2 separate regions of the Rattus norvegicus genome follow, and region 2 is linked to region 1. A link is a contact called in public Hi-C data. All regions are on one chromosome and are shown on one strand. Each heading gives the region's core, a stretch centred on a gene start, on an enhancer-like site or on the middle of the called end of the contact. The rest is flanking DNA. Distances are from core to core; before and after follow the strand shown.

What was found. Hi-C and Micro-C count contacts between places; a contact is called where the count stands out from the background.
Region 2: a Hi-C map of kidney shows a contact between it and region 1, with 4 times the contacts expected there. The contact joins the enhancer-like site here to the promoter of Myo10 in region 1. A contact is called at or near these places in 10 of 12 Hi-C or Micro-C datasets (the A7r5 cell line, the Rat2 cell line, Schwann cells and 5 more).

Annotation. Positions count from the first base shown.
Region 1 is chr2:77,830,182-77,832,881 of GRCr8, reverse strand. Myo10 (myosin X) reads right to left here and starts at 1,350. Exons shown (of 41, transcript NM_001401822.1): 1 at 895-1,350. The coding sequence starts at 915.
Region 2 is chr2:77,941,520-77,944,219 of GRCr8, reverse strand. The region is part of intron 4 of Myo10 (myosin X); the gene reads right to left. Among named protein-coding and RNA genes, the nearest start is that of Myo10, 110 kb to the right of the region's middle. Within about 2 kb of position 1,354, at least 6 of the 93 cell types and tissues checked have an H3K27ac peak or open chromatin away from gene starts, as enhancers often do. A contact at or near this core is called in hepatocytes, kidney and liver, where this site is marked.

The DNA.
Region 1 (2,700 bases), core at 101-2,600:
CTGGTTTGCTGGAAGATTCCAAAGCTGTCCTGGATTCACAAAATATCACCCTGACTTTCAGCAAAAATCTCATCAGCCTCCCCCAAGTCAGCTAAGTTTACTCTGAGCCACTTCAAACCTCAAAACTTAAACAGAATTTATTAAATAATCACAACCAAGAAAGGAATCGGTGCCAAGAAACCAGAGCGGCTCTCCATCCCAGGGGGAAAAGGAAACTTTCAAGTCCCGTCTCAAGTAACTATGGTGTCCCGCCCTCAAAGACCCTAAAGCGAGCATCGGTTTCATCTTCTAAAATAACCATTGTTTGCCTTAAACGAGTTTTGTTTAAACTCGAATTCACGATCTACCAAGAAAACGGTATTAAAAACAGGATCATCTGTCTCGTGCTCTGAAATTATCCGCAAACCGGACCTGAGCGGCGCTGGTAAAGTATGGACCCCAAACTTGAAGGCCCAGGGAGGCAGGGCACTAACTGACTGGAGCCAGCCGGCCGGCTCACACTTCGTTAGCCGGCTCCTCTGGAAGCCACAGGAAGCCCGCACGTTCGGCAAAGGAAGTCCCAGACCTTTCTTGGAGCAAGGCACGTCCCGGCTGCGCCTTTTACCGCGTTTCCTGCACCCGGGCCGACCTCCCCGCAGCTCTCCCCCGCCCGGCGCCCGGGGACTCACCTGGCGCGGCGTGTCAGCTAGCCACCCACGCCCGGGGACATGCGAGCGCAGGACAAACTCAAACCTGCCTAGGCTTACTCATCCTAGACTCGGGGCCGGCGGAGGGAGTGGGGTTTCAGGAGACTCCCACAAAGTTTCCCCTCCTGGGACGCGCAGGCGCCGGCCGGGGCGCGCTCGGTGTGCGGGTCCCGGTCCTGGTCTCAGCCAGGTCCTCCCCGCCACTCACCTCGGGAAAGAAGCTGTCCATTGTTCCGGCGCCCGCACCTTCCCAGCACCGCTCCAGTTGCGGAAGTCAGAGCAGCGGCAGATCCCGGGAATCCACGCGTGTCACGGTGCGCCTCGGGGCGACTCCAGCCCGCGGAGCCGCCGCGCTGCCATCCCCCGGTCGCTGCTGCTTCTCCGCACCTTTTGTCCTCGTCTCGGACCTCCTCCGTCCCAATTGCAGCCTTTGTCTCTCCTTCCTCCAAGTTCCTCACTTCTGGGCGAAGTGCTCCCGGGCGGAGAACAGCTGGTGGCACATTCTTCCCCGGCTGGGGGAGGGCGGCAAGGGGCTGGCGACCCGCCTTCCTCCCTCTGAGCTCCGCCGGGGGCGCTCGGTCCCAGAGGGGGTTGGGTGGAGGACAGCGGATCACCAGCAAGCCAACAACGGTGAGCACTCCGGCCCCAGGCGCGGCTGGCTCTCGCCAGCTCCTGGGTCTCGCTTACCCCTGTGCTCTATCCGCCCCGCCCTCAAGCCCCGCCCCCGACACGTAGCCACGCCTCCTCTGGACCTGGACCCGCCCCCGGAACCTGAGGAGACTGAGCGCCTGCTCTCAACTACACACAACCCCGCCCACTTGGCGCCTGGTTACGCCCACTGTAGCCCCGCCTATAGCCTGCTCGGGCTTCTCACTTGCCGCGCCCTCTCCCAAATACCACCCAGACCACGCCCACCGGATGCGCGGCCCCGCCCCTAGGAGCCCTACCCTCTGCCTTCCCTGAGTGCGGCGGGCGCGCGGGATTCTGCTACCACCTAGATCAACCCTGAATCCCTGGAGCCGTGTCCTTCTCCTGGTTCTTCTCAACACTTGTCTAGGCTCCATTAGATGACTTGACTCTTCCCTCTAGAGACTAGATAGTTAGGCGTGATTGAAGGGGGGCCCTTCGGGGGTGAATGTTAGACACTCCCAAGAACCTGCTCCACGTGGATCTCATCAGTGCGGCTCTACCGTTGTGCGATCCCCGGGACAGGAAGCGGAAAACAGAGGAATCTGAACTTTTGAAAGCTGCTTTTCCGTGTCGAGTTTCTCTGCCCCAAATCGGTTTTGTGATAGCCGCAGGGAAATGTTTTGTACACGGGAAGGGGACGCGTCCTATAGCACCTTAAAACTGTAACCTCTTTTTCTGGACGTAAAGGAAATAGAGCAGATGGAAGGGAGATGGGTAAATGCTCTCGTTCACCAGGAATCAGCCCTGGTTCTCACCAAGACAACCCCTCCATCTTTATTATGGCCAGGAATCTGGGGATCCTGTAGCACAGACTGGGATTCCTAAGTCTGCTTTCCTAAAAGGAGTCCAGATGGCCCTCCAAAGGTGGTGCTAACTCCAAACAGCGCAGAAGGAGTTTCCTTCTGCAGCGGTTTAGCAAGACCAGACAATCCAAGTATTAGATCTATGAACCCTTTGAACCGACCACTGGGTGTAGTCAGACTTACTTACTCGGGAGTCACAGCTGGTCTAGCAGCGGATTGTTTACTGGCATACTGGGAACAACAATGAACTGACTTGAGAAGTTCCCTTTAAGGGATTTGTCAACTGCTAGCAGTTTGAGAAAGATACTTTCCAGGGAAATGATACACCCTCACTCTCCCAAGCTGCACCCTGCCTGGTTAGGTACTCGCTTCTTAGGTTTATTTCAGATGTTGTAAGATTAATCGCATATTATGGCTTTTTCTTGATGTCCTATTCACCTGCAGGGAGGGTCGAAGCTTGTAGAGGAAGGGTGTTGTGCTCAGGCTGAATGCAATGGCTGAACACATGAACCATCTTGTCC
Region 2 (2,700 bases), core at 105-2,604, 110 kb before region 1:
CTCAGTAGGTAGAGCTCTTGCCTATTGTGCTGAAAACCTGGATTTGACTCCCTGTACTGCATAAACCAGGAATAGTTGTACAAACATGCAGGAAGTTCACAGTCATCCTTGCCTACCTAGCAAGGCCGATGCTACTATGTAAGACCTTGACTAAAAACAAAAGAAGCAAACAAAAGTCAAGAGAAACAAACTGGGGACATTTCCTGATTGAGATAGACAGGGTTTCTTAAATCCAGGTTATCACCCTCTGACACTCTGAGGTAGAAGTTCAGTCCTAGGGCTGGGCAGGGAGCATGCACAGCACCCCTGACAGACTTGGGGGTGGAGGTGGGGCAGTATGTGACAGAGAGGCTCTGGACAGATATGGGTATCAATGAGCCTACCAGCATGACGACCTGGATGCTGATAACAGTTTCCACATCTGTCCAAAGTTACCACGCTGTACACATGAAATCAGCGCGGTTGACTTTGATAGTTTTACTTTACATTGGAGAGAACAAAACAAATCTACCTCCAAGAAAAAAAAAAAAGTGGCTTCCAGACCTCAGCGTTGGCATAGGGCAGCTATGAGAGAGAGTTGTGAGAGGAAGGGCATATTTTGGGGTGACCATCATGAGCACTCAGAACCCAACCCAGGTTGTGAGGTACCAGGAAATGATACCTGGGGACTTGGAGAAGCTGCCCAGCTGGGATTGGGAGACCAGGAAAACTCTGAGGGGGGGAAAAAGGTAGAGAAGGGAAGAGACAGGATCGAGTAGGCTCAGGAGAAACATCAGAGACCCTGCTTCGACGAAGAGAGTGAGACAGCTGGAGAGAAAATCAGCCGTGGAACCTGATGTGCACATCCCCCCAAGCATGTAAGCATGTAACAGCTGGATACTTTTGATTATGCCAAATTACCTAAAGAAGAAATCAAAGTGTTCAGGGCAGTGAGGCTCAAAGAGCTGGGAGCGCTGTGCTCTGTAATCAGGAAGGAGGCGGGTGAACACCAGCAGCAGACTGTGCTCCAGGAACTGACTCTCCATGCACTGGCATGCTTGGGCTGCTAGCAGGACAGACTGCAGCTGGTAGTTCTAGATCCATGCATGCCTACAATGTCTGGTCCTTACATTCTCCCTTTCTCTGTTTGCATCTGCTGATCAAGCAACGCCCTTCCTATGAATCAAATTCCCAAACAACACATTTTTTCTTAAAACATAAATCAGATCAAACCTAATTTCTGTCATTTCCTAGTTGATGGCTAACTAAAGGGGCATCTCTAGCGTCTAAAAGACTATGTCCAAAGGTTAAACAAAGTCCTTGCATCATGGCTTCTGCAGGACGTAGCACTCGGTTGGAGCAGAGGCTAAAGTTCAAATCTCTGTCGTCAGTCATCCACCAGGTCCAAGCCTCATGCTCTCCACAGAGAAGGTTCTCCGAGCCTCTGTGAGGTTTATAACAAGAGGAGCTTTTCCACAGGGTTTGGTCCCATTCTAGACTGTCCTCACCCATACACATGTCCTTCACCTGCTTCCTACTGTATGTCAGTCACAGACCATGGCCTGTGTCACATAGTCCCATTCCAAGCAAACAGCCAACTCTCCTCAGCACCCAGCAAGCCACACCTCAAGAACCCAGTGATTCTCATACCATCCCACAATACAGAAGACACGGTTAAGAAATGGCTCCATTTTTGAAAACTCCAAACAGCAAGTAAGCGAAGAGCCAACACTTCCTCTGGATTACTCACCCCCTTTGACTGACAGTGAAGGCTGGCCGCTTACCACACACTGTCCCAGTGTGAAGCAGTACAGACAAGCCAGCCTTAGCGTTTTACCCAGGACAGAATTATAGGGGGCATTGTTTAGGACTGTGCTCTGTACAGGGCTCTGAAGGAAGGACGAAATTACACCAAAATGGAGTCACTCCTGACAAGTGCTGCACAATCGAACTGAAGCCTTATGGAAGCACATGAACTCCAGGCTCAACTAGGTTTTACTGAAATCAGGAGACTCCAGTCTGTCTGGGTCAATCTGAGCAGGAAGTTCCTCCACTTCAACCCTTACAAAGGTAGCCTGGGATCAGCCAGTCTGTGTGGTTCTCCTGTTTCACTCCCTGTCCCTCTCAGGAATTCCTCTGTTCTGCTCTGTCCCAGGGAGAACTCTCACTCTACCTAATGGTTTGAAGGTTGCCTCAACTCCTAAATTGTGACAAGGACTCAATGGCACCTACAAGTAAATGAGTTGTGATTTTTGTTTTTGACACTGCTCTACCATCTTCAGAGTTCACTCACATTCAAAAGAACCACAAGAAGCTAAACTCTCCTTATACACACACACACACACACACACACACACACACACACACACACACACACAGAGGGGAGGGGAGAGGGAGAGGGAGAGACACTAAGGTCACTGTCAAATGTAGAAGGCCAACCAAGGATTCACACTAACCTTATTAATACATGGGGGGTGGGGGAATCCTTACATGAGTTTTAAAGTCACATATATGTAACGTCATATACTTAAGGTTTATGATAGCATAAGCTTCCACTTAAATGTCCATTAAAAAGTAGAATTTAGGGGACTGGAGAGACAGCTCAGCAGGGTAGGGCACGTATTGCTCTTGCAGAGGACCTTGGTTGACACTGGGACAGCTCACACCTGCCTGTACGTAACGACACTGTCTGTAGGCACCTGCACACATGTGCAGAACGTG